Linked DNA regions of Mus musculus: all the other regions are linked to region 5. The links are chromatin contacts, called in public HiCAR-type, HiChIP or PLAC-seq and Micro-C maps. All regions are on one chromosome and are shown on one strand. Each heading gives the region's core, a stretch centred on a gene start, on an enhancer-like site or on the middle of the called end of the contact. The rest is flanking DNA. Distances are from core to core; before and after follow the strand shown. Region 1 holds the start of Pcyt2 (phosphate cytidylyltransferase 2, ethanolamine). Region 2 holds the start of Slc16a3 (solute carrier family 16 (monocarboxylic acid transporters), member 3). Region 3 holds the start of Sgsh (N-sulfoglucosamine sulfohydrolase (sulfamidase)). Region 4 holds the start of Nptx1 (neuronal pentraxin 1). Region 5 holds the start of Cep131 (centrosomal protein 131).

What was found. A called contact is a pair of places that touch in the nucleus more often than the background predicts. HiCAR-type assays count read pairs that join an accessible place to other places. HiChIP or PLAC-seq counts read pairs in DNA pulled down with a chosen protein or histone mark.
Region 1: a contact with region 5 is called in an HNF4G HiChIP or PLAC-seq map of pancreatic cancer cells. The contact joins the promoter of Pcyt2 here to the promoter of Cep131 in region 5. A contact is called at or near these places in 1 of 484 Hi-C or Micro-C datasets (CD4 T cells), 1 of 115 datasets of contacts at active chromatin or transcription factors (pancreatic cancer cells) and 1 of 9 other capture datasets (adipose tissue).
Region 2: a contact with region 5 is called in an HNF4G HiChIP or PLAC-seq map of pancreatic cancer cells. The contact joins the promoter of Slc16a3 here to the promoter of Cep131 in region 5. A contact is called at or near these places in 2 of 39 promoter capture datasets (liver and pre-B cells) and 1 of 115 datasets of contacts at active chromatin or transcription factors (pancreatic cancer cells).
Region 3: a HiCAR-type map of astrocytes shows a contact between it and region 5, with 4 times the contacts expected there. The contact joins the promoter of Sgsh here to the promoter of Cep131 in region 5. A contact is called at or near these places in 5 of 115 datasets of contacts at active chromatin or transcription factors (astrocytes, bone marrow-derived macrophages, memory CD8 T cells and 2 more) and 2 of 9 other capture datasets (embryonic stem cells and pancreatic islet).
Region 4: a contact with region 5 is called in a Micro-C map of embryonic stem cells, with 3 times the contacts expected there. The contact joins the promoter of Nptx1 here to the promoter of Cep131 in region 5. A contact is called at or near these places in 3 of 39 promoter capture datasets (hematopoietic stem and progenitor cells, stem cell-derived epiblast-like cells and trophoblast stem cells), 1 of 484 Hi-C or Micro-C datasets (embryonic stem cells), 3 of 115 datasets of contacts at active chromatin or transcription factors (bone marrow-derived macrophages, large pre-B cells and pancreatic cancer cells) and 2 of 9 other capture datasets (embryonic stem cells and macrophages).

Annotation. Positions count from the first base shown.
Region 1 is chr11:120,614,227-120,619,464 of GRCm38.p6, reverse strand. Pcyt2 (phosphate cytidylyltransferase 2, ethanolamine) reads left to right here and starts at 1,520. Exons shown (of 14, transcript NM_024229.3): 1 at 1,520-1,701; 2 at 3,528-3,616; 3 at 4,013-4,174; 4 at 5,068-5,134. The coding sequence starts at 1,613. It overlaps Sirt7 (sirtuin 7), which reads left to right. Exons shown (of 10, transcript NM_153056.3): 10 at 416-1,094. The coding sequence ends at 617.
Region 2 is chr11:120,947,739-120,953,256 of GRCm38.p6, reverse strand. It overlaps Slc16a3 (solute carrier family 16 (monocarboxylic acid transporters), member 3), which reads right to left and starts at 4,190. Exons shown (of 6, transcript NM_001038653.1): 1 at 4,107-4,190.
Region 3 is chr11:119,352,552-119,357,623 of GRCm38.p6, reverse strand. It overlaps Sgsh (N-sulfoglucosamine sulfohydrolase (sulfamidase)), which reads left to right and starts at 2,114. Exons shown (of 8, transcript NM_018822.3): 1 at 2,114-2,227; 2 at 4,818-4,978. The coding sequence starts at 2,140. Slc26a11 (solute carrier family 26, member 11) reads right to left here and starts at 2,067. Exons shown (of 17, transcript NM_178743.3): 1 at 1,989-2,067; 2 at 591-816. The coding sequence starts at 773.
Region 4 is chr11:119,545,329-119,551,024 of GRCm38.p6, reverse strand. It overlaps Nptx1 (neuronal pentraxin 1), which reads left to right and starts at 3,205. Exons shown (of 5, transcript NM_008730.2): 1 at 3,205-3,879; 2 at 4,166-4,373. The coding sequence starts at 3,436. It overlaps Gm11762 (predicted gene 11762), which reads right to left and starts at 2,395. Exons shown (of 4, transcript NR_045099.1): 1 at 1,263-2,395.
Region 5 is chr11:120,082,575-120,088,098 of GRCm38.p6, reverse strand. It overlaps Cep131 (centrosomal protein 131), which reads left to right and starts at 1,272. Exons shown (of 26, transcript NM_009734.3): 1 at 1,272-1,447; 2 at 4,110-4,303. The coding sequence starts at 4,127.

The sequences.
Region 1 (5,238 bases), core at 271-2,770, 530 kb before region 5:
GTCAACCGGCCTCTTCCCGCCCCCATCCCTGTCACGCAGTCTGGGAAAGGGAAAAGGGTCTGGTCCATCTGCCCCTATCCATACAAGTGAGAGACGGGGCCCAGAGTTGCTAGCAAGTTATCCTTGGAGGTGAGGCCATCCTGTGGCTAGCACTACCCCTTCCTATGTGTGCAGCTCCCACCAACAGTGGGTGAGACAGAAGAGGCTGTCGAGCGAGGGCTGCTGCTGCCCTGAAGACTTTCCCCTGCAGCTTGGTGTCCCCTGCAGCTTGGTGTCACTGACGCTGCTTCCAGCCAAAGCCCAGATTAAGACATAGGTGGGATGGCAGGTGGCCTCAGACAGCTTTCCTGTGCCTGGGAGGGTTGCGATTCGAGGGGTTTTCAGACCTGCCTGATGCTGCTTTTCTTTCTGTTAGGTGGCAGGATCCAATCTTCTCCTTGGCGACCCCCCTCCGTGCTGGTGAAGAAGGCAGCCACAGTAGGAAGTCACTATGCAGAAGCAGAGAAGAAGCCCCACCTGGGGACCAGAGTGACCCCCTTGCCTCAGCTCCCCCTATCCTAGGAGGCTGGTTTGGCAGGGGTTGTGCCAAGCGTGCAAAAAGGAAGAAAGTGGCATAGCCCGGAGTTGACAAAGAACAGTTGGCACTTTGCAGATGGCTTGACCCTTGTTCAGGGGCTCCGCCCGTGTCGCCGTGAAGGCGAGAGTGCCCCCTCCGGCTCTAGTGGGTGCCGGCTTCGCGGTGACGGTCGTCTTTAGCCATTTGTCCTTGTGGAAAGGCTCTCTTGCACTGCTGTGACTGCCCCGCTATGGGCTTGATCTTCAAGGACACCTCCCTCCTGTTCACCCCTGTACAAAGGTGGCAGCAAGGCCTCTGTGAGAAGAGCTCCGGCCCTTCCCAGGCCTGGCCAGCAGGAGAGTCCACCACTGCCTTACCTCACTCTCCAGGCTAGTCTCAGGGCCTCCCTCTTTCTACTCCTTATCACGTACAAGTGTTCACTTTATAGAAGCCTTTTTCTGTATTGGGTATGCGGCACAGGGAGAATCTAACTAAGCCTCCAGTCTGAGCAAGTCTTATTAAACATCTCTCAATTGCTTTGGTGTCCCGATGACTGTCACACGCACCACCGAGGTGCCTGCATCTGAGGGCCTGCATCGAGGCGCTTTTGAAGAACCCAGCCCCTGAAAATGCTTTTGGTTGGTTGGTTTTTTTGAAACAGGGTTTCCGTGTGTAGCCCTGGCTGTCCTGGAACTCATGAGATCCTCCTGCCTCTGCCTCCCAAGTGCTGGGATTAAAGGGGTCGCCACCACTGCCCGGCTCCTAAGAATGCTTAAGGCACGGGGTGAGCTGCACGCACAGTTGTGGTGCTAACCTGCCCCGTTCGTCTGTGGAGAAGTCAAATGCCAAAGCCCGGGCACCTGCAACACAGACCATTGGCCGCTCGATCTGGGCGGAGGGGGGTGTGGCCCGGCTGGGGGCGGGGCCCTGGTTGGCGCACGCCATTGGCTGCGCCAAGCGGGTGAGATCCGCGTGAGCACGCGCAAGCGTCGAGGGCGGGGCGACGGTACTGTGTGTCGCGGGAGCCGCCAGGATTTGCGGGGGGCCTCCGGTGCCATGATCCGGAACGGGCACGGGGCTGCCAGCGCTGCTGGGCTGAAGGGTCCGGGAGATCAGCGCATCGTGCGGGTGTGGTGCGATGGCTGGTGAGTGGGGCGACGAGGGGAGGGCGGTCACCTGGGCGTCACGCACCGGCCGTTGGCGGAACCGGAGTCTTCCGAGGCCGCACGAGGCAACCTGGCCTCCGGTCACTTAGGAGTGTAGCGTACAGACACGGGTGCATCAGACGGTGCGCTCCCCGAAAACCGGAAATGCGGCTGTCTGTTCGCCTTGGGCATTTACCCAAATTACCTGGGCTGGAAGGCTGTGAGCTTCTCTGGCAAATCAGCCCGTGACGTCTCCAAGAAAGTCCTGGAGCTGTCAACAAGCCGAAGAGATAAGATGTTGGCCTTTCTATAACTTACCATCTTCAGCCCTTCGTCGTGCCTACCCCTGGTGGATGAGAGGCATTCGGAATGGTCACCAGGGCTCCTCAGGGCATTCATGGCGGAATAGGCTAGACTTTGTGCGTTTCTTGTTTGTCTTTGGTTGGTTGCTGAGGATGGGAACCATAGCCTTGTGTGCTATATATGTACAGGCAAGTGCTCCATCACTGAATTACAACTTCAGTCCCCTTCTGTTCTTTTGCACCTGAGTCACCAGCTTTGACTTCGTGTCAGTGGACTATGACCTTGGCCCCACCATGGTGCCACAAGCCCAGATGCAGACTCTGACCTTTGATCTAGCCCTGCCTGTCTAGTGGGCACAAGGGCTGTCCTGGAATTTGCCCGTTATCATGTCCCACCTCCCACCCCGTGCACTGTGGTGTTGACATGATGATAGCCCACTAGGGCTCTAGAGGAAGCAGAGCAGAACCTATGGCCCAGCACTGGCCCATGGCAAAGAATACAGGTGGTCCCAGGGATATCCCACTGGGATATCCTCAGTGTCCAGCATATTGCTGGCTTCTGCATAGCTTGACCTTGACAAAGTACTTGTGGCCAGACCTAGATTTGAGGATAAAAGCAGGTGACAGGCACTTGTTCTCTCAGAGAGCTAAGCCAGCCCTGGGGGTGGGGAACTGTCCACTTGTGTCAGGGTGGAAGTATCTGCTCCCAATGCAGGACTGATCTCTTGTTTCCAAGCTTGAGTGTGGCTTGTTGATCCAGGGGGACTATTCTTGTTTAGGGTGCAGGAGGTTCCATATTCAAATCCTAGATAATCTCTTGTATCTTGCGGGCTGGGAGTGTAGCTAGCTCAGCTGGTATTATGCTGGCCCAGCATGCACAAGGTCCTACATTTGTTTTGTAGCACCCAACAGTTGGCTTTGGGTGGGAATCTCAGCAGATGGAGTCAGAAGGGTTGAGAGCTGAAAGTCGCCGGGCGTGGTGGTATACACCTTTAATCCCAGAATTTGGGAGGCAGAGGCAGGCAGATTTCTGAGTTCAAGGTCAGCCTGGTTTACAAAGTAAGTTCCAGGACAGAAAAAAAAGGGTCAAGAGTTGAAGGTCGTCCTAGGTTTTATAGTGAGTTTGAGGCCAGCCTGGGCTACATGAGACCTTATTGTCTTAAAAAAAAAAAAAGAAAAAAAGAAAAAAAGAAAAAGAACTGAAGCAGCTTGAAATGCCTGCCCATAGCAGGAGGCACCAACAGGGCAAAGGCAGTCTAAGACATGGGAAATGGTTAAGCATCTGCCAGTGAACAGCTGTCTTGGGAGTTCACCAGCCAGGCCTTGTACCTGAATTTGCCACTCTTGCTAGACCTGGCACCCAGTCCTGCCCTAGGTCCAGTACTTAGGGTATGGACAACTGAGAACCGACTTCTCTGCTGTAAGCCCAACACCGGGATCTGGGCTAGGAGCCCTGGTGGGGGCCTCTCAGGGAGCCGTGCTGCATCCCACACAAGACCCTCAGTCTCCTGTCTGTCCTCACAGCTATGACATGGTGCATTATGGCCACTCCAACCAGCTACGGCAGGCACGGGCCATGGGGGACTACCTCATCGTGGGTGTGCATACGGATGGTAAGGTGGGGCCCGATGTGCCGGACAGTCCAATGGATTAAGCCTACAGGGCATGGGGTGGGGCAGAGGGGCGGGCAGAATGGTTCCAGCTTCCTTCCCCAGAGCACAGTGGTGACTCAGGGAGCTTAGAGAGTAACATAGCCTGGTACCAGCTATAGAGAGCTGTGGCAACACAGGACAGCTGTATTGTCTGCCCCTACCCCGGTTCTTGAAACAGAAGAGACTGAACCCTCTTCTTAGTTATCCAGCAGATGCCCCCGAGCACACGCCCTGGCCAGAGGACAATGCTGTTGGCACGGGGTCCTGCCTTGTGGGCATACCATTTGCACACTGCAGCCTTGCGACCCAGACTCCTGGACATCACTTACCTTGTCTTGTCCTTTTCTCTGTCCCTAGAGGAGATTGCCAAGCATAAGGGGCCCCCGGTGTTTACCCAGGAGGAGAGGTACAAGATGGTACAGGCCATCAAGTGGGTGGATGAGGTGGTGCCCGCTGCTCCCTACGTCACCACCCTGGAGACACTGGACAAGCACAACTGTGACTTCTGTGTTCACGGCAGTGAGTGGGCAGGGTCTGAGGTGGGGGCTGGGCAGTCAGCCCTGCTGACCTAGTCACAGAGACAGTGGGCTTTTCATCTTGGCTCATCCTATGCACATGCAAGGAAGCTCTGGGACCATCCCCAGAGCAGTGGCAAAGGGAAAGGGGCCCCTGGGGGCTCTCAGTTAAAAATCCCTGTTTATGCAGGAGAGATGGCTCAGCAGTTAAGAGCACTGATGTTCTTCCAGAGGTCCTGAGTTCAATTCCTAGCAACCACATGGTGGCTCACAACCATCTGTAATGGGGCTCCGATGCCTTCTTCTGGTATATCTGAAGACAGCAATGGTGTACCCACATACATGAAATAAATGAATTAAAAAAATCTAAAAAAAAAAAAAAAATTTGCCGGGCGTGGTAGCGCATGGCACTCAGGAGGCAGAGGCAGGCGGATTTCTGAGTTCAAGGACAGCCTGGTCTACAAAGTGAGTTCCAGGACAGCCAGGGCTACACAGAGAAACCCTGTCTCAAAAAACCAAAAAAAAAAAGAAGAAAAAAAAAACCCCAAAAAACAAACCCTGTTTATGAGCCTAGTGTGATGACACATAACTATCATCTTAGCATTAGTACTGAGGAGGCTGAAACGGGACATTAAGTGTTCTGGATTAGCTGGGCGGTGGTGGTGCACGCCTTTAGTTCTGGCACTTGGGAGACAGAGGCAGGTGGATTTCTGAGTTCAAGGCCAGCCTGGTCTATAAATAAAGTAAGTTCCAGAACAGCCAAGGTTAATCAGAGAAGCCTTGTTCCAAAAAGAGTTCCAGGTCACCCTGGGATACATAGCAAGACATGCCCTGCCCCCCTCTCAAAATAACAACAAAACAGGAACAAATCCTTTTCTGTGTGCGTGTCACCTCTAGATGACATCACGCTGACAGTAGACGGCCGAGACACCTATGAGGAAGTGAAGCAGGCTGGGAGGTACAGGTAGGTCCAGGGAGTGGGGCTCAAGAGGAGACCCCCTGCCTAGCTCTCCTTGTTGCTGTGTTGACATACATACCCTGCAAGGCATTTGGGTCCTCGGTCAGGTG
Region 2 (5,518 bases), core at 2,941-5,440, 860 kb before region 5:
TCCTGACTCTCCTCAGTGCTGGGATTAATTCTGTTGCACTCTTTAAAATAAATCCAGGGTGGGCCAGATGGATCACTGGGTAAAGACACCTTCAACTGAGACTGAAACCTGGGTTCAATCCCCATGACCTACATGATGGAAGAAGAGAATGGACCCTGCAGGCTGTCCTCCGACCTCCACAAGCAATGGCGTACACATACAGGCACATACGTTCCTGGGCCCCGCCCTCCCCCACATAGTCACAAAATAAATTAAGATGTAAAAAAATAAAATCCACGTTCCATGTGAAACAAAAAGGAGAACATGCCCAGAACCAGACGTGAGCACCAGCCTAACTCTGGACACCTGAGGTCCCCACAGAGGAGCTCCGCCTCCCAGTCCCGAGCTTCTGGCTCTTATCAGATATACCTAGCACTTGTCATGGTACCAACAGGCATCCCAGGCTTTTGAAGTCAATCTACCTTTGCTTGTTTATTTTAAAGGTTGGCCTTCACTGGAGCTCTCAGAGTCCTAGGGGACAAACGGGGACATAACTACTTGCTATAGATAAGGTGCCCACTGAACTAGGGTCCTGGAGGGCAGTCAGGGCCAGAAGAGTACCCGTCCTGGGACTTTTCTGTCCCATAGCTGCCATGTAAGGCTTACACAAGAGGGGCCACCTTCAGTGCCAGGAGGTGATGGCACGAAGACAGAAGGCCCTACACCCACATTGTCCTTACCCAACCCAGGCGCTAACTACCGTAATGGCACCTCACCAGTGCCCATCCCAGCCTGTCACCAGAGACCTTGCAGAGGGAGACCTTCCAGGGAGATGACAATTTCCTAACCAGGGTGGAGTCTGAGCCTGCTATTGGGCCTGCTGTTTACCACCCAGGCCTGAACACATCCCAATAGAGTAAAAAGGCTAGGATACCCAGCCTGCCTCAGGGATGAGGTCCACGGGGTAACAGAACACAGATGGGCCAGAATGCAGACCAGTGCTCTAACCCTAGGGCTTCCCTGTCTGTCTCCACCAGGGCCCCACCTCCAGCAGCATATCACATGGGCACAGCCTAGCTATCTGGCCTTTCAGTGACATTTACCCTCCCAGGGAAGCTTGTGAAGCAACCCAGAAATAACTCAGCCTCCAGGTCACAGAAAACTGATCTGGGGATGGGGGCTGGGTCAGGAGAGGCTCCGGGGTGCTCCCAAGGGCTGTGTCTTATGACGGGTACATGGAAGTCCTTTGGAACAGCCCTTTGCATCTGAGGGCCTGGACTTCCTCCCTTTCACCAGCTGGGGTCTTCAGACCTGGACTAACAGTTCAAGGGAAGCAGACTAGGTGCCCATTAAGTGCCTGTCACCAGAGGGACCAGCCTTGGCCCTGCTTTTGTGGTCAAAGTAAGCAGCAGGAACTAAGGCAACTACAGCCCTTGTGTTGCGCTGCAGATCCCCAAAGAACAAGTAAGGCAGTTGAGGCCAGCACCCAGTATCTCAGGGTGGCAGGGGCAGACGGTTGCTAAAAGGCCCCCTTCCAAGTTCCCTCCTCCCCCCCCCTACCATTGTACAAAAAAAAAAAAAAAAAAGGAAAATGTAGCAATGGGCCTCTCCTCTCTGAGCCCACCCGTGTGCAAAGGTATACCATGGAAAAGTCCCTAGGGGGGTGGTTTCTGGAGAGGCCACCGTGGGCAGCTGGAGGCCTGCAGTGCGTGCCTGGCTCCTCTGCGCTTTGTCCTGTCAGCTCACATCAACTTTGCAGGGATCCGTGGGATAGAAATACTGACCTTGTTTGCCAAAATAGACAGTTGCCCAGAACCAACCATCACACCACCTCAGCCCTGAGATCCCCCTTCTTGTGAGGAACCTTGGCTGTCACAAAATGGGGCAGCCCTAGGGACCTGCTCCGGCTTACTGTGGGAGACCCTTCTTTGCAAAGTTCCACCAAGGCCCTGCTGAACATTGCACGGTCCACTCCTCCACAAGAGCATCTTACGGAGCCCTCGATTCTCATGCAGCCCTCCTCCCTAAAGCCAGAATCTAGATTAAAGCTAAAGGGAGTCTCGGAAGTCATAAGCGCCCTCCAACTCCCATCACTGTCTGGCATAGAGGAGATACAGGTTTGGAGATGGCCGAAGTATGAGTGGGGGTGGGGCTTGGATCAGAGGGCGGCAACCGACTGGAGATAGTGGTCCAGCCGACCTGGGCGGGGTTCAATGGGTCGGGTTAGGGAAGGAAGCTCCGCCCAAGCGGACTCGGGACGTGGGGGACGTGACCGCGCCAAGGGAGGAGCCGCTGCCGTATTGCCTGGAGTAGGCGGTCCTCTGCTTCTACCGTACTTGCAGCTCACGGCGCCAAATGCCCTGAGAGACCTAAGACTCACCCGTAGATTAGCTTGCAAGGCGGGCCAGTTCATTCTGCCCTTCACGAAGGCGAGCGAGGGCGCGCGACTGAACCTCTGGGATGCTGAGATGGGCTAGTTCATTATCCATCTACCCCCTCATGGCCCATTCCACTGATGGGAACAACGGCCAGAAGTCTGCTCTTGCCGCTAGGGCGGTCTCCATTCCTAACCTGCCCCTGAGCCAGTGCTCAGTGCCAGCTGGACCAAGGCCTGGTCCAGAGGTCTCTAATTGCTTAGCATCACCATCCAGAAAGTCCCGCATGGGGCCCAAAGGTGTCTGCTTCTGGGCCTCCCCAGCCCTCCCCTTTCTGACCAGTTCACTGGAGGATTAGAGTCCTAAAGTCCCGGAACACCGGCATACTGTGGGGTCCCACGCACTGGCCCCTTCAACATTACTTCTTGATGGTTCTAAGGCCTACTGTGCTTTCTCCTCGCTGCCCCTCGAAATTTAGGCATCCAAGCAGTGAGATCGTTTTTACGGGGAGCAAGCCCTGCCCAAGGTCACTGGTGATGTGGCCAAGTCCATCTTGGAACCAAACCACTGGTTATTCAAAGTCCTTGCCAAGAAGGGGCCACATGTATCTCGGTAGTGTCCTCAGTGCCCCTTAAGGGGTAGACTCATCCTTTGCACAGCATCCTAGCTGTGCACTAGTCACTGCTCATCCTGAGTGAGTCCACACACTTTTAGGACTGTCCTCGTTCCTCAACACGGACGGACCCAGCACCCACGGGACACCAGCCAACTTTGGGCCTGTACAATGATGCCGGGAGCCCTCGGGGATAACCTGCTCCCAACAGAAGAACTTTGGGAAAGCTAATGAGCCTGTGTTATGGGGAGAACCTTGCCGTTACGCTCAGACCAACCTGTTGTCCTGAAAGGGTTCCTGTCGGCCTGGGCCCTGCTGCCCTCTCCTTGCTTGTCACCCAGATTCCAAGCACTATCAGCTGTCCAGAGTTAACAGTTTCTTGAGCCTGTCTGTTGACTGGACCAGCATCCAGGCAGGCGCCTAGTCAACCCACTTGTCAGGTAAGAAAACAGACCGTGCCTGGTTTTCCTATCGGATGAGAATAGAGCAAACAGAGCCCACTCCGGAGGAAAACCCCACTTTCATGTGCCTAGTTTGGGTTAATAGTGGTGGCTGGGTAAGAGTTGATGAGTTTAAGATGGTAGAAAAGGTGGATGTAAAGAGATGAAAGAGACCCGAGGGCATACCTCCCCCAACGTGGCACCATTCCGAAGCGCACGTGTCCCTCTCTCTCACTGGGCGGCCTGCTGACGCCCGCTGGAGATTCGGGGTTCCAAGGAGGCTGTAGCATTCCCACCAAATATAGCCCAGGTTCCCCGGCCGTCCGGCCACGCTCCAACCCTCTTGGGCCGAGCTATTTATACTCTGGACGTTTGGTCGCCCAGGGCAGCTGCCCTCCTGGACGAAGCCCAGCCCCCGAGGGCTACCGGATGGATAGATAGGCGTCTACGAGGGCAGGGAAGCAGGATGCAAGCGCGCAACTGGCTGTTCATGGCCCTTTGGTGGAGCCGCAGTGGTGAGAAGGTTCTCCAAGTCAAGAAAGAATGGGGCTGGAGAACCAGGAGGAGAGAGGGTCAGGGGCCGGGAGCTCCAGGTCTGGATCCCCCGCCTGATGATCGAAGGCCCCAAACCTTGGGCGACTGGAGGCGGGGGGAGGGTCCCAGCCTCGCTCCGCGCGCCAAGCATCTCGCCGCGCCTACCTGTTACCGCCAGCCGCTGTATCTGCCTCTGTCCGCCTTGGCTGCCCGGCGCCGCGCCGGGGGCGACTTTAAGTGCTCTCATCCGTCGCGCGGCACGTCCCCCGCGCACGTCACCGCTGCCTGGCGCCGCCCCTGCCCTCCCCACCCGGACCCCGCGCCGCTGCCGGAGGGGGCGCCCTGGCCGCTGTTCCCCGACGGCGCGGACAATGCCATCTCCACTTAACAGGGAGACCAGGCTGGCACTCGCTCTATAGGCGCCCGGGGCCCGGGCCCCACCCAACGCAGACCTTCTCACTGTTCTCTTCCGCGCCCTTGGGCCGTGACTACCCACCTCTGCTTCCCATTCTACCCTCCATTTATCCCCTCCCAAGACTGTGGGCTCCTTCCATGATTCCTGCAAGAGAGTGGCAATGTCCTCGCTATCTCCGAGACTGGGACCTTTTGCCCTCCAGACCCTGGCCTTCTGGCCTGCGCCTTCTGCCGGGTGGCACACGCCCCCACCACACCTCATGCACACAGGGCTCCTGCCGCCTGCCTACTTCGGACTTTCGCCCCATCCAAACCACCATACCTTGCTCGTGCCTCAGCCTGGGCTATTGTGTGGCTGTGGCAGCTGTCTTCCCTAGTTAGGAAGACTCAGGCACCTTGGACTGACCGGGGATCTTGGGCAAGGCTGTCAACCTCCCTGAACTTCCGTTTTCCCCTGTGGTCGGGGCCCTGCAACAAAGTCAGATACAGGCACTGACACAGCCCTGCTCTGTCGCCCCTCAACTCCTATAGAAGTGATTTTTATGGGGGGATTTCTGCTCCACTCTAGCCTGTATAGCTCCCTGGGGGGCGGGGGGGGGGGCAAAGAAACCTGGTGTTTTTATTAACAAGCTGTAAGTTTAAACCGGGCAGGTTCTGAGATTGCTATAACATCCTAACTATAGACGCCACATTACTTGCCAACTGAGTCTTGCTGTGTTTGCTCTGCCCCATGAGTGTCCTCAGCGATTTTCTCTCGGCCACGTGCTCATGGTCCATCCTCCCAGACCATCCTGCCTCAAGGCAGGCCTCTTCCTTCCCCTGCCTTTTTCCTTTTCCTGGTACCTACTGGAGATACCCCTACTCATCTCAAGTTCCACCTTCCTCTCTTTCCTGCCCAGTCACAGGCTTTAGCCTTTTACTATCCAATCAGAAGTTATTGGGGAGCATTCTCCACAGCACATTGGTCAATACGCTGCCCATGTCCAGACTGCAACCTGATCTTGGGGCACAGAACTCTTGGGGCATCTGAATACACAGAGCACAAGAGCAATCCTAACACTCCCAGCCCAGTGTGGGAGATGAGGACAGGACAGCAGCTTTGCATGCTGCTCTACAAATGCTGACTTCCCGGAAAGGAACAGGATTGGGAGAGAGTAGAGCCA
Region 3 (5,072 bases), core at 865-3,364, 730 kb after region 5:
GTCTGGAACTGAACCCCGGGTCCTCTGCAAGAGCAGCAAATATTCAAATGTTCTTAACTGCAGGGCCATGTCTCTATCCTAAGCAACTTTTTTTTTTTTTTTGAGACAGGGTTTCTCTGTGTAGCCTTGGCTGTCCTGGAACTCACACTGTAGACCAGGCTGGCCTTGAACTCAGAAATCCGCCTGCCTCTGCCACCCAAGTGCTGGGACCTAAGCAATCTTTTAAGACCTGTTGTCTTGTGATTGAGTCTCGCTATGGAGCCCTGTGATAAGCTGGTCTTGAACTCTCAATGTTCCTGCCTCAGCTTCCCAAGTGCTGGAATCTCTAGGCACAAGCCACCAGTGCCTGGTTGTTCGTAAGGCCACCATGAAGCATGATGTGGTCCCCAGTTGGAAAATCTAGGACCGCTTGGCACCAAAAATAAGTCACATGAAAAGAGATTAGACGCCAAGGGGCCGTCTGGGTCGGACACATGGAAGTGTTGGATTCCATGGTCGGTGTTTCAAACTGTGGACAGACACTGAGGAGTAGGAAGGGATCTATCTGGCTGTGGAGAGGGGACAGCTAGCAGAGGGGTCAGTCACTTCACCTGGGGTGGGAGTCCAGCCACTTCTGCATAGGCCAGGGCCTGGGGAATGACGGTGAGTCCCACGGAAAGTCCAGCGATGAAGTCCAGCCTCAGCCACTGCAGAGAGTAGTCAGGCACCCAGGCCAGGACGGGTAGCCTCCTCCTCAGGGCCGTAGCAGAGCAGCAGCATGTGTCTGGTGCCATGTGCAGGCTGGGGGATCTGGTCTGACCCAGACCTTTCACAGAGCTGGGCATGGGTGACATGGAGCAGTGATCAGGGGCTGAGCTTGGGAGAAGGTGGCGTTATCTTCCCAAGGGCGTCAGGAGCATAGCCTGCCTTTTGTGGCAGGGAGGCTGAGCCAGGTGGCTAAGTTTACCAAACCACCATGATCTGGGAAAGGAAGCCAGCAAAATGTGCACATGGGCCTGCACCAAGGATTCAGGGAGGCCTCAGCCTCTCTTTCCCATCTCTGGGCCATAGCCCCTGATCCCAAGCTCTGGTGTCTCTCCACTGTCAACCCCTACCAACCCCCCCTCCCCGCCCCCCGCAAACTAGCTCTTGAGGGGATGCCTAAAGACGACATTTTCACCCCGAAGAACCTGCTCCTTTCTTTTACCCCCTCCCCGGGGAACCTGACTATCCCAGCCCAGAAGAAGCAGGTCCTGCAGGCTCAGGCTTCCTCTGGCCGGCAGAGTGTGTAGGTAGGCAGCCAGGAGGCCCTGAGGAGCCAAGATTTACACCTCACCAAGTGTACACCTCACCACCGCAGAGGGCCACCAAGGTGTTAGGTAGGACTCCACCCACCACTAAGGGCTGCAGTTGGGGGAAAGGGGGTGGGAGTATGTGACATCCCTGAAGTCAAGATTTACCCAGCACCCACTTGTGGCATTCATAGCCCAAGGGTGGGAGGGCTGAAGATTCTACTTTGTTTTCCAAAGACTAACTGAAGCTCTCAAATTAATTCTAGGTACGTAGCATCCGCTAAGATCCTGGCGAACAGACACACACACACACACACACACACACACACACACACACACACACACACACACACACACGTGTCCCAGCCCATAGCTGACTCCTCATTACTGGTCCACACGCCCCAGCCCTGGAAATGACACTCTGGACAAAATCCACTCCTCCCCACCCCCACGCCGCCGCTAGCGCGGGATCCCGGGATCGCGGGGTGGGGTATGGGGGGGGGGGGTTGGGAAACGGAGGCTGAGGTCCCAGTGGGGAACACAAACAAGTCTGAGAACCTGGAGTAAGGCGGCCCGGACTCTAATGGTTTGCGGTAGGGAGGGTTCCCGGAGTAGGGCTCACCCGAGGACTCAGCGCTGGCCCCACAGCTCCTGGTGACCCCAGCCCACACCGCCACACACTCCCTCTCTCCATCACAAGGACCCAGATTCACCCACCGGACGCTGAGACTCAGGGTCTTCCGAAGTGGCGGTAGCTGAGTCCGCAGGAATCTCAGAAACAGAGTGGGCAGGACATGGGCGGGGCCTGCCGTGCACGTGACCGTGGGGAGCGGACGAGCCGGAACCGCTTACCCTGACCGGCGCCGCCATGCACTGCCCGGGACTGGCCTGCTGCACAATTCTGTTGGTCCTGGGACTCTGCGGCGCGCACTCGCGCAACGTGCTACTGATAGTTGGTGAGTGCCGCCGTCCCTGGCACGGCCACCTGCTGCTGCTCCCAGAAGCGGCCACTGGGCTCTTCCCCGCCACTGGCCCATGCTGACCCCGGCGCGCCAATTCCTTGCCGAGCCTCCTGTTGCAGGTCTCTTCCTGGTGACTCTAAATGCGTCTGGCCCTCCCGCTTCTGCCATCCCCAAGCTGGCCAGCATTCCCACATCTGTAGTCAAAGCTGCCAAGGAGACCCGGTGGACCCCGGCTACTCATGCAGACCTCTGATAAGGTTCCAGAAATGAGAATAGCCTGAGTCCCCGAGTTTTTGCAGGATGCCCTGGTCAGTTCTCTTAGCTCCTGGCCCAAAAGTACAGTACTCCAATGCCCACGCAAACCACCAAGTTCCTCCTGCATTCATGAGACTTCCTGTTTGGGTGATCAGTGCCTGGCTTGTGACAGCCCAGGCCTTCTGAGGTCTGGCTCTGGGCCAGGCCCACTCTTCTGATAAACTTTGTGGTATCTGGGCAAGCCAGTTGGTTAATTGTAACATAAACAGTGCTGTCTTTGCAGCACTACCCCCAATCTCTCCAAGGATAGTCTCGAAGATCGGCCTAGGGTGTATATCCACCGGATAGGATTGGCGCTGGAATCCTCTGGAGCCAGTTCGTGTGGCTCTGGAACTTCGGTCCTGTCTCAGCTTGGACAGCCATCACAACAAAACCTGGCAGTCTCAGGGCTAGAGAGGTGGCTCAGTGGTTAGGAGAAGTGGCTGCTCTTCCAGAGGACACAGGTTCAATACTCAGAACCCACATGGCGGCTCACAGGGATCTGTAACTGTTGTATATGTACATGCAGGGAAAATACGGACAAAGCAGAAAATAGAGTCACACTCACGCATGCACACATGCACGCCACACTACAGGCCAGGTTTTTAACAAACCAATGTAAGTCTAACAATTTCATTATATGGAGAGACTGGGTTCAGAGAGCCGGCTCCTCCCTCTGTTTCTGGGGAGGCCTTCCTGGATTGTTGATGACACCTGTCTCATTTCCAAACCTGACAGAGAAATGCCACAGTCCTGTTCGATTGGACCCCACCCTCACTTAACTGTTGAAGACTGGATTCAGATAATGACAGCAGGAATTTTAGGACTGAATGATCAGGGTCAGAGGCAAGAGCTGAGACCTCTGTGTGCAAGCAGCATGGCTTCCTGGCATGCAACAGAAGGCACACGTAACACAACCACTCCTGCCTGTCCTCCCATCTGTCCTCCTGGCTGTCCTCTTGCCTGTTCTCCCATCTGTCCTCCCTCCTGTCCTCCATCCTGTCCTTCTGCCTGTCTTCCTCCCTGTCCTTCTGTCTGTCTACCTCCCTGTCCTCCCATCTATTCTCCTGGCTGTCCTCTTGCTTGTCCTACTGCCTGTCCTCCCACCTATCCTCCCGTCTGTCCTCCCGCCTGTTCTTCTGTCTGTCCTTCCGCCTGTTCTCCTGTCTGTCCTCCTGCCCATCTTCCTCCCTGTCCTTCTGCCTGTCTTCCTCCCTGTCCTCCCACCTGTCCTCCTGCCTGTCCTCTTGTCTGTCCTCTGTCCTGTCCTCCTGCCTATCTTCCTCCCTGTCCCTCTGTCCTCCCGCCTGTCCTCCTGCCTGTCTTCCTCCCTGAACTCCTGGCTTTCCTCTTGTCTGTTCTCCCATGTGTCCTCTGTCCAGCCCTCCTACCTGTCTTCCTCCCTGTCCTCCCACCTCTCCTCCCGCCTGTCCTCCTGCCTGTCTTCCTCCTTGTCGTTCTGTCTGTCTTCCTCCCTGTCCTGCCATCTGTCCTCCTGCCTGTCCTCCCGCCAGTCCTCCCACTGGCTCAGCTGTCATTGGTTCTTGTCCGAGTGGTCCAGCGGGGTGGAGGATGGTGGCTGGACTGGAGGCTGGGTATCCATCTTTGTTCAGGGACTGCATTGCCTCTGAGGCAGGTGGGTGACATGTTGCTCCTGGGTTCCCACTGGGTAGTTCTGGGGAACTCCTACAGGGCTGTGGGTGCTGCATGGCATCTCTCACACTTCTGGTGCCTCCTGAGGGGTCAAGGGTCAGAAGCAGACAATCTGCATGGCTGTCTCTGAAAGATGCAGAGGTGTGGTGTACACACACACACACACACACACACACACATACCCCTCAGCTGTATCCTAGGCGTGTCTCTCCTGCCTGGCTGTCACTTGTGAGGTAGAGTCTTCAGAGCCCCAGTAGTCTGCAGGGATTACATGCAGCCATCACCTACTAACACACCTGCATGGACTCCAGTCTGTTGGGGTGTGAGCTCCTCACGCTAGCCTACCTGTTAACATTCCCACCTGAGTTTCCTGTGTTCCCTGCAAACCATGGTGTCTTCTCCCCCTGCTAACATATCACTCAGGGATCTTGCCTACCTGTGTTCCCTGCCTGCTCACAAACTCCTATATCGTTGTGCCTGGCATCACACCCCCTCAGGCTTTCCTTCTTCTGGGAGTGTCTAGTCCAACTCCTGAGCATCACAGGGACCAGCCTTTGCAGCAGTACCCTAGGTATCCCCCAGCCCCCACTGTCCCTCCTGACCCCAGCCAACACGCCCTCTGCTCTGTCTTCCTCAGCGGATGACGGAGGCTTTGAGAGTGGTGTATACAACAACACTGCCATCGCCACCCCTCACCTGGATGCCCTGTCCCGCCACAGCCTTATCTTCCGTAACGCCTTCACGTCTGTCAGCAGCTGTTCCCCGAGCCGTGCCAGCCTCCTCACCGGCCTGCCCCAGGTGAGAGTGGCTAGTGGGATGAGGGGACTGGGCGGGTCGGGGGGTGGATAGGTGGTGACTCTAGGGTCCTCTCTCCTGGGAGGTGCTACCTGGT
Region 4 (5,696 bases), core at 1,956-4,455, 540 kb after region 5:
TGTCAGCCTCCAGGAAGCTCTGTGCATATGGGGCTGGTCCTGATGGTAATGCCAGATGCCTGCCCTGCTCATAACCATGGCTCTGCTGCAGGGTGGGGCTTGGGTGTACCCGTGTGAGCTCCCACTCTCCAGTGGGTAAAGGCCCTGATGGGCATTGCTGTCCTCAGAGTACTGTGTGACTTCCCTGTGTAGTCTTCCTGAGAACACCCACCCTTTCCACTCTGGCACCAAATATCAGCTTGCAAACAGAATTTACCTCGTACTCACAGGCCTACACCGTGCGAGGACTGCTCCCTCCCCCAGTGTTATGCTGAACCCGGGCCAGCTGACTGTTCAGTCTTCAGCAAGTCTGGTTAACAAAGCCATCATCCAGGCTTAAATTATATAAAATTATAATGAAATAATTATAATAAAAACTAAGTATTCTAAACGCATCATTTCCTCAGTATTTTAGACATCTCTGTTCTGCAGGTATCAATGGGATTTGCATGGGTGTGGTGAAAATGCACTACAGCTCTGTGTGAGACCAAGGCTTCCCAGGCTTAGGTGCTGTGCTGTGTCCACAGACTGAGTATTTACCCCACTCTTCCGCTCAACTTCAGGCTCTGCGATGTGGTGCCCATGTCAGGCACAGAGACATGCCTGCAGTCATATAAGTAGCCAGTGGAGCACCCACCTACCAACTTCCTGGGTTTCCCCTCTGATGGCTTTTCTTTGCCCCAGACCCTCTGGGCTACCAGTCAAAACAATGAGAAGCAGAGCCAACTTTATAATGACCAGGGTAGACTCTCCCTACCTAGGATCCTGAGAACCCTCTGGAATGGATTTAAAGAGGGTAGAGGCCTCTTCCAGTGTGTTTGCTCACATGGGCTGGGCAGTTTAGCAATGGTGGTCGAATGGACTGTATCCTTGACTGTCTTCCCTGCTCCCTGCTCCCTGCTCCCTGCTCCCTGCTCCCTGCTCCCTGCTCCCTGCTCCCTGCTCCCTGCTCCCTGCTCCCTGCTCCCTGCTCCCTGCACCCTGCTCCCTGCTCCAGGCTACACAGATCCCAAAGGTCTTGCCACCTCTGGACCTGAGCGCAGGACCCTTTCTTCCCTTTGAGCCCCGCCCCCTCCCATCATCCTCCGTCAAAAGGTGAGGCACCATCAGCGCCCACATGTGACAGTACCAAAGTCACCTAGGTCTTCTGGATGATAAAAATCGGACCCTTGGGCCGCTCCTGGGGCTCAAGATACACTAAGCGCCCAGCTCCCTCTACACACCTGCGGGGGAAGGGACAGGCTGGTCTCCTGCGCCCACGCACTCTGAGCGGGGATAGCCTCGCCGCAGGGCCAGGCCAGGAACTGCTTCGCGTTAGACGCGTGGGGGGAGGCGCCGCCGGGGCCGAAGCGCTAGGTCTGCGCGGGGTCCCCGCATCCGTCCGCGCTAGGTTGGGAGTTGGGGGCAGACGTCGCCCAGCAGCGCAGCGCCCCGGGTTGGGGGGTAATTCCTAGTTCTGCCGGTGTACGTCCCACGCAGAACGGCGGGAGGCTAGTTCTGAGACCCCAGCGGAACCTAGGGGGCACCCAGATGCGAGACGCTGCGTTCCTGCGTTCTGTACCTGACGGTGGACCCGCCGGAGCGGGAGCCCCGCACTCCCTCTCTGCACCACAGCCGCGTCCTGACTGCGGGGTCCCTCTGGCGCCCGGAAGCGGCGGCCCAGCGACGCTCCTGTCGTGTAGGGGCCACGGCAGCTCGCAGCACGGACTCGGGATGGTTAAATGCCGAGAAGAGAAACACAGGCAGTGGGGCGCCCCTGGGGCTCGGGGCTGGGAGGAGGCGTCGGAGAAGACCTGGATAGTGGCTTCCCTGCCAATCTGGCTTCTACCTTCACCACCGGTGATGCCCACCGGAGAGTGGCATCCTCTGTCCGAAGGCTGCCAGTGGGTCCCGGACTGGCGCCTCACAGTCCGGACCTAGTCTGGTCCATCGCAGACCCGTAAAAGGAGTGAGGCAACCGAATGCTTGACTGGAAGGTCTATGGGGCGAACCCAGCCAGCCTGTAGTTGGGCTTTTCCAGTCATTTAAAACCCGATGTGGGTTCTCCCCGCCTTCGTTTTCTTTTCAACATAATTGGATCTTGGGCGAGTTCCCAGGTCCGATTCTGACTCCGACGTGGGGCTGCAGCCCAGACCCTTGTCCAGAGTCCCCAGAGGCATTGAAACCTGGACTGGAATCCCAGCCGGCAGTGCTGCTATCCAGAAAAAAAGGAGGTATGGGTGTGCAGGTGGCTGGGTAAGGTGTCTGTAGGAAAAGGGTAAAGAGGTGCGAACCCCTGTAGATGCGAAGTCGCTGCCCACCTCTGAAACCCCTCCTCCAAAGTCCAGGGGCGCGAGGAATGGGCTAGACGGGGTTTCAAGTGGACCGGTAAACCCAACGCTCACATACACCTACAAAGGGACACACAGACACGCCCAGAGCGGTAAGGGAAGAAGCTCCCCCAGGGGCCCCTTTTGAGTGGCCAGCCAGCTTCTGGGGCGCCACCTGCCTGGAACTAGGCTGGCTTGGATGGCAGGAAGGGTTTGATCCACAGATCCGAGAAGGCCTTAGCCCTGACGAGTGCATAGTGCGGGCTCTCGTTTCCGGGGGCGGGGGACATTATTAGGTCTACAATCCTCAGGAGTTGGAAGAAGGGGAATACAGTAGGGCGGGGAGCCAGGGCGTGGGGGATCCCCAGACTCAGAGTGCTCCGTGGCTTTCAGCCACAAATGTCCATGAATCATTGTTCGGCCTCGCGACCCCTTTTCTGGACCTCAGCGAGCTGAACGCAGGGGACACCGACGTTGACTATTTAGGAAGAAGAGGGCTGCGAGCGCATGGAGCCCGAACCACACGGGCGCTTAGTGTGGAGCAAGCGAACCGAGCTTGTCTTGTGGCCATTCTTCTTTTCCGAGCCCCGTTGGAGATTAGGGGTATTGGGCAGGTGCCCCACCATCTAATCCAGGCCCACGGCCGATCTCCTTCTTGGCCCTGTATTCTGGTAGTCTTCGGGGAAGCGGCGCGGGCCCAGGCGGGGGCGTGCGTGCGGAGGCGGTGGGAGGGGGCGGTGGCGGATCCGGGAGGGACGAGATGGGGAGGGCCGAGGTAGCTCCAGCCGCGCTCCCGTGCGACCCCCGCGGCGCCGCGGGGCCGGTCCGCACACAATTAAAGCGGGATTCCTCCCCCGCTGACGTCGGCGGCGCCGAGGCCCCTCCCGCGGCTGCATAAAAGGCGCGGGCTCCGCAGCGCAGGCGGCAGTGGGGGCCGAGGAGCGCGGCCGAGAAGACTGTGCGGCGTAGAAGCGCGGTGCTAGAGCGCGGGCCGCCTGCGGAGCGACTGCCCCAGCCAGCCCGATCCCGGTCTCAGCCCGATCCCCACCGGAGCCGAGCGGCCCCGGTGCTCCAAGTGTCCGGAGCCATGCTGGCCGGCCGCGCCGCACGCACCTGTGCGCTGCTCGCCCTCTGCCTCCTGGGCAGTGGGGCCCAAGATTTCGGGCCGACCCGCTTCATCTGCACTTCGGTGCCGGTGGATGCAGACATGTGTGCCGCGTCCGTGGCTGCGGGCGGCGCGGAGGAGCTTCGGAGCAACGTGCTGCAGCTCCGCGAGACCGTGCTGCAGCAGAAGGAGACCATCCTCAGCCAGAAGGAGACCATCAGGGAGCTGACCACCAAGCTTGGCCGCTGCGAGAGCCAGAGCACCCTGGACTCGGGTCCCGGCGAGGCCAGGTCGGGAGGCGGCCGCAAGCAGCCTGGCTCGGGCAAGAACACGATGGGCGACCTGTCCCGGACGCCGGCCGCGGAGACGCTCAGCCAACTCGGGCAAACTTTGCAATCTCTCAAAACCCGACTGGAGAACCTCGAGGTCCGCGTGAGCTGCGGTTTCCCCTCCGTGTTATGCGCCCTTCTGCCCTCGCCCACCCCATCCCGACCCGGTCCGGCACCCCCGTCCCCCCTTCCTTGCCTCTTCGGCGCGCTGATGCCTGACCGGCGCCTCTCGAACCCTGCGGGGCACCGAGGGCTGCCACTCGCTGGAGCTTCCCTCCAGGCCACCCCCGCAATCGCCCCAGGGACCGCGTCGCGGGCCTTCGCGCACGGTCCGGGCTGCACGCCTAACGGTGTGGTTTTCCCCTGCCCTTATGCCCCCGCAGCAGTACAGCCGCCTCAATTCTTCCAGCCAAACCAACAGCCTCAAGGATCTGCTGCAGAGCAAGATCGATGACCTGGAGCGGCAGGTGCTGTCTCGGGTGAACACTCTGGAGGAGGGGAAAGGGGGCCCCAAGAACGACACAGAGGAAAGGGCCAAGATCGAGAGCGCCTTGACCTCCCTACACCAACGGATCAGCGAGCTGGAGAAAGGTAAGGGCTCAGGGGAACGTGCTGCATGCTCTCCAGAGACAGCCTGCCTGGGTCCTGCTCCCTGCCCTGGCCTCTTGTCCCGGCCCCACTCTGTAATCCCTCCCCAGTTAGGGCTTCCTGCCCAGTTCCTAGGCTGGAGATACCTCTCCAGGGACGCAGCAGAGCTTAAGAAGGGATTGTACAGTACAGTCAGGACACTCGCAGGATTTTTTTTAAGTCTGATTTGTTTAATCTCCAGCAACTTTGCACAGTAGCTGTTTGTGGCCCAAGCCTTCCTTAGTAATGAAAGCCTTGCTTTCAGCTGGAATCTGTCACCAACAAAGATCTGGACACTAGCCTTCTGGGGCCATTGGGTATCTTTTCTGCCAATTGCCCAGTAGCCCTGGTGTCCTTTCAGGGTTTAGGGGTCCCTCTCTCTACCTTGAGCCCTCTCAATCGGTTTTTTTTTTTCCAGTGACCCATCTTGCATGCAGCTGCATTTGCCCTGGTCATGAACTCAGGCTGGTCCTTAGCACCTGCCTGGGTGTGCTGATGAGCTGTGCCCTGAAGTCAAAGAAATCAAACAAGGTTGTAAGAGGAGGAGGGGGCAGCCCCACTCAGAGCAGGGCCACGTGACCCTGCTCGGACTGCAAAATGTGCAGGATGGATTTAAACAGTGCCATCTTAAGGCGTGTTATGTAACTGAAAAACATCAAGGGAAAGAGGAACCTTAGAAGGGAGGGGTGGGAGATTCAGGACAGGAAAACACTCCAGAGAGATACTGGAACTGACCCCCCACCTCCCCAGACGACCGAGCCTGAATTAGCAGAGGTCTGCGCTAAGGGTCAGCTCTGCTCCGTTGCTCAGTTGCCTCGAGGGTGGTGTTGTTTCTGTCCTGTCCTGTCCTGTCCTGTTGCTTTCTAGAAGTCACTCTGAATTCGGGGACTAGGTTCCTGTCCGAATTCCTGGGATAGGGGTACAGCCATGAGCTGGCAAGGCAGGTGCATTCCTTGGCTCTAAAAGAGTAATGATGCACTGCTCAATGGGACCTGTTTCCCTGAGAATCAGTCACAGTGGGGGTGGGGGGGCAGGACCAGCCACAGGAAGTGTAGAGGTGGAGGTGAGCGTTAGACTTTCCCAGAGGATGCTGGTTAGCAGTCACGAGGTGACCAGGCCTGGAGCCTCAATTTCCAGGCAGCTCATCAGAGGCTCTGTGGTACCCTCAAAGCATCACCTTGGGGGCCCTGGTTCAAGGAAGGCTGCTGCCCTGCCTTTCAGTAGGTTCCAGGCAGCATCCCTGGGGGAGGCCTGCAACTCCCTCGGAAAGGTCCTTACAGCTGCACA
Region 5 (5,524 bases), core at 23-2,522:
CCCAGCACTTGGGAGGCAGAGGCAGGTGGATCTCTTGAGTTCAAGGCCAGCCTGGTATACAGAGTGAGTTCCAGGACAGCCAAAGCTGCACAGAGAAACCCTGTCTCGAAAAAACAAAACAAAACAAAACACAAAACAAACAAACAAAAAAGGAAGCCACCATCAGTGTTTAAAAGCACCTACTATGCTGAGTGGTGGTGGTACACACCTTTAATCCCAGCACTTGGGAGGCAGAGGCAGGTGGATCTGTGAGTTCAAGACCAACCTGGTCTACAGAGGGAGTTCCAGGACAACCAAGGCTACATAGAAAACCCTGTCTCAAAAAAAAAAAAAAAACCAAAAAAACAAACAAACAAAAAAAAGCACTTGTATAGGACCGGGTTTTAGTTCCCAGCACCCACATGGCATCCTACAACCATCCATAACTCCAGTTTCAGGAGATCCAGCACCCTCAACATGATGCAGAAACTTACACATAATAAATCTTAGAAAGAAAAGATGAAAGCCAGGTGTGGCGGCACTTTGCCCGTAATTCCAGATTTAGGAGGGGAAAAAAGCAAAGGATCAGGAATTCCACGTCATTCTCAGCTATATAGTGTGTTCGAGGACAGCCTGGGCTACGTGGTATATGAGATGCTTTCTTAGTGCAAAAGTGGCTGAGGTTCAATGGCAGAGTCCTTATTTAGCACATGCAAGGCCCTGGACCACCATCCTAACTTACCACACACACACACACACACACACACACACACACACACACACACACGCACGCACGCACACACGCACTCACACGCACGCACACGCGCTTGTTCATAAGATTAATATGCGGATAATTTTTAAAGCATTTGAGTTTATAACATTGTTATTTAATGTAACTTCTGTTGGAGAGGCCATCTGAGCTTGTGGGTCCCGAGCCCTTTGGCAGACAGGAAAGACCACATCTATACACTTGGAGACTCCGACAGTGTCTTTGAAAGCAGTTAGGAAAGATTGGGGATAGGAGGCATCATTGCGCGGTCCTGCCAAGGCACCGGAGAGGCCCAGGGCTGCGCGGGGGCCTCAGAGGGTGCCGGGACCCGCAGGCTCCGCCTCCTTAAAGCCCCGCCCCTCTGCCTGCCCCACTCCACTTTGGCTTTCGGCAGCTCCTCCCACTCCGGGACTTACAGGACAGCCTAACGGCCCAATGAACTACCCGAAGATCAGGGCGGGCGTCCGGAGAGCCAATCCCTGAGCGGCGCGCGCTGCAAAGGCGGGCCGGCGTGACGGACAGCGGAGGAGGCACCAGGCTGGTTGCTAGCCGCCGCCGCCGCCGCTCGCCCCTGCGGACAGCGTTTTATTGTCACCCACGGCGGAGGCCGCGCCAGCCCCGTGGGGCCCCGGGTGGCTCTGCAGCCGCGCCCGCCAGGCCGAGCCCACGGGCCCTGCGCCCCAGGCTAGGTCCGCGCAGGTGAGGGGCGTCTCGCGGTGAAGGGTCGGGCCCTGCAGCGAGGTCGGCCTGTGCCCAGTACCCCCAGCCCCGGAAGGTCGCCGTGGGCTCCATTCGGGCGGCCCGGAACCCCTGCCTTAAACCTCAAGAGACCTAGGGGATGCGGGTCGCCCGCGGAGGAGCACAGCAGTGCGCTGCTCAAGGGCTCTGCCTCTGCGAGTCAGCTGGCCCCCGAGGGAGCAGGCTCCTGCCCCTCCGGCTCCTGCGGGAGGCGCGGTTTTGTCCAGGGTGAGGCTGGCCTCCCCAGCCTCCGGCCATCTGGCTTATAGATTTCCATGGAGAGGCTATGTTTACCGCCCAGAACCTCACTGGCTGCACGTGGTGCTGGGAAAGCTATGTCCACCAGACTTAGGAGCTTAGGATCCACCAAGGTGTAGCCAGTGCCAAGAAGGGCAAGGTATTAGGTTTCACCTACACAACCAGAAATGTGTAACGGGGACACTGGCCGGACTGATGGCAAAGCAGCCTCAGAGTAGGGACACTGCCCCCTACTACACACATCTGGATGTCAGTACCAAGGCAGCTTGACTTTGGACCATGGTGAGTGTATGCTCCTGGCTCCCTGACTCTGAAAGGGGATTGTAATCACTTAGCAGTTGTCCCATGTCCCATCTCCCAGGTCTCAGGACCTCAGTGCCCTCCACACATCAGGACCTAAGACTGTGTGGTCCCTGTCCTCTCAAGGGAGTCCTAGAGAAAGCAAAACAGTTGGTAGAAGAAAAGCTGATGGTGCTGTGGAGGCAGGGGGATTGCAGATGCAGTGGTGTGCTAGGATGCACTGCCAAGATTTGAGGAACAGCAGGGAGGGAGGCAGGCTTAGTTAATGCACAATGAAGTGCTTATAGAAAACAGGGTCAGAGCTGGACTTCTCAGGTACTCAGATTTACTCTGCCATCCTGAGAAGCCATTTCCCCTGTGGGTATAACCTGAGCTGAGAGCAGTGTGGAAGTATTGGGTGATGTGAGCACGGGCCCTGGCCGGATAGCCTGCTGTACTTGTGCAAAGCTCAGGGATGGAGAGGGTGTATAAAGGAGAGAGTCTGGGGCAGAGTTCAGGGCGTCTTGGGCTTTCAGGGATGAGAAGAGCCAGTGGGAGACTGCAAGAGAGAGCACCCTGCAAGGGAGGTATCAGGGTGCCTCTGAAACAAGAGAACAGCTGCCAGGTCCCCGGAGTTCATGGATGCTCTGTGGTGACGCAGGGACTTGGGAGTCCACATCCTACTAGGGTAGCTTGAAGCTGTTGCAGGATCTCCAGGATCCAACCTCAAAGCCACATGTACCTCAGGATAGCCCAGGAAGATGCACTTTTTTTTTAATGTAGAGAATGTCCTAGGGCTGGGGTGAATGGCAGAGCCAGGCTCACAGCCACCACTGCCTGCTGCTAGCACCCTCTGGGATCGCTGACCCCCAGCTACTCACAGCTCACCATTTAGAGCCCAGCGTAGGGTTTAGAACAATCTTGTCTTCTCGTGCTCCTGGCAGAGCTCCTCCATCCCCAGTGGTGGCTTCTGAGAGTTTTGGTGGCAGGTAGACCCACACGTCCAGAGTGAGTGGAGATTGTGAGTGCAAGGGGTGAGATTCCTCCATGGTATCTTGTCTCCCCCACCTCGTTCTCCCACTTCCCTTCCTCTACCAACTCCTCTTCCTTTTTTTTTTTTTTTTTTTGGTTTTTTTCTTGAGACAGGGTTTCTCTGTATGGCCCTGGCTGTCCTGGAACTCACTTGGTAGACCAGGCTGGCCTTGAACTCAGAAATCTGCCTGCCTCTGCCTCCCAAGTGCTGGGATTAAAGGCGTGCGCCACCACCGCCCGGCTCTTTGTTTCTTGAGACAGGGTTTCTCTATGTAGCCCTGGCTGTCCTAGAACTCCCTCTGTAGACCAGGATGGCCTCAGAACTCAAGAGATCTGCCTGCCTCTGCCTCCCAAGTGCTGGGATTAAAAGTGAGCCAGTACTGCCCATGAGAAGGGCCGGGGGGGAGGGGTGGCTGCCCACAGCCCAGGGCCTGTCCCTCTGTCGCTATTGAATACTTGGATACAGTTCAAGAAGAGTAAAAGGCACAAATAAGCCAGGTGTTTTTGCACATCTTTAATGCCAGCACTCCGGAGACAGAGAGGTAGGTAGATCTCTGTGAGTTTTGAGCCAGCCTGGTCTATAGAGTGAGTTCCAGACAGGATAGCCAGGTCTGTACAATGAAACCCTAAAACCCTGTCTTGAAAAAAAAAATATATATATATATATATATATTTAAATCTATGTGTGTATATGTCTGTATACCAACAGAGGCCAAAAGAGAGTGTCAGATCCCCTGGAGCTGGAGTTACAGGCAGTTGTGGGCCACTGCTATGGGTACTAGGAACCAAGTCCTGTCCCTCTAGAAGAGCAGCAAACACCCTTAACTACTTGGTTATCTCTCTAAGCTTCATTCCCATCTCATGTAGCCCAGGATGGCCTTGAATGCACTATCTATCTGAGAACGGTCTTGAGTCTGGTCCTTCTGCCTCCACCTTCTGAGTTCCAGGATTGCACACATACACTGCCACACCTAGTTTATACCATGCTGAAGACTGGACGGAGCTGTATCCTCAGCCCTGCGGTGTCTTATTGCGTCTCTCATTTCCTTTTCAGGGTTAGCCTGGTCCACCATGAAAGGTTCACGGACCATCACTGCCACTCCTGAAGGCAGTCCAGAAGCTGTGGACTTGAGTCTGATTGGCCTCCCTCCGCCCATGTCCCAGCGGCCCGGCAGTGCCTCTGCCACAAGGTCTATTTTCCGTTCCATGTCTGTGGCTACAGGCAGCGAGCCAAGAAAAAAGGCACTGGTGAGTGTGGGTCTGGGACCCTCTTGGGGTGGCATCTAGTCCCTGGTAACAGTTCCTCACAAGAGCGTTTATCTCATATTCATGGTCATGCTCCTGTGGGCAGTAGACCACGCAAGCCACGTGAGCTGTGCTGTGGCAAATCCAGACCCTTCTGGCATCCGGCTTTCCCCTCCTGTCCCACTGTATTTAGGCTTCTTGGGTTCTTCAAAGCTACCCTTCTAGAAACTGGGTGGGCAGCAGATGGGCAGGGAGGGCTTTGGGGAGGGCTGTCTTTCCTTTCCCAGCCTACCTCTGTGGGGCATGAATCAGAAATGTCACTCAGAAATTCATGGTGTGGACATGAGGGGTCAAGCTGGACTCCCGCCCACCTCCACCCCACCCCCACTCGCTCTGGCCTTACTAATTTTATGTATATGAGTACCCCATTGCTGTCTTCAGACACCAGAAGAGGGCATCGAATCCCATTACAGATGGTTGTGAGCCACCATATGGTTGCTGAGAATTGAACTCAGGACCTCTGGAAGAGCATTCGGTGCTCTTAACCACTGAACCATCTCTCCAGCCCCAAGCTGGGCTCCTGTAACCCAAAGCTACTCTCTGCTAGGCATTCCCTGGCCAGGCCCAGAAAGGAAGCAAGTACTTTGTGGGCCAGGGCTGTGCCTGAATCTAGCCTGAACTTCTAAAGCAGGGAGGAACCTGGGTGAGACCTGCATGCTGCCTGTCCTCTGCGACTCTGCCCGAGAAGCAGGTCCTTGCTGAGGGTGAAGGGCTGGTTGGTGTCTGAGCTTGCTTTCTTGACAAAAGGCCCACCTCCTCCTTCTTCCTGAAAAAGTGTGTCAGGCGGTGTAGCCCTCCATTGCTCAGGGTGCATTCTGGGACAGAGATAGCGAGGTGGTAAAGAACAGAAGTAGCAAGACGGTAAAGGACAGAGGTAGCAAAAAACGGTAAGGGACATTTGGTACAGACAAATTGCCGCAGCGAGCCAGCCATCTGCCTCAGCCGAGGGACGGACAGCTCAGACTAGCGTGAGTCTCAGCTCCGCCCTCTGTGACCCCAGCCTTGCTCTTGAGTTGCTGTTTCTTATCCTGTGTGGATCCCTCCACTGCACCGAAGCCCTAAGCAAGGAGGGCAGCCAGGCCTATGCGCGTGGACCAAAGATCTGCTGCTGCACCCCTGCTGCACGGAAGCTTGGGCTCCCTCTGTGGCTCCCTGGACACAGCC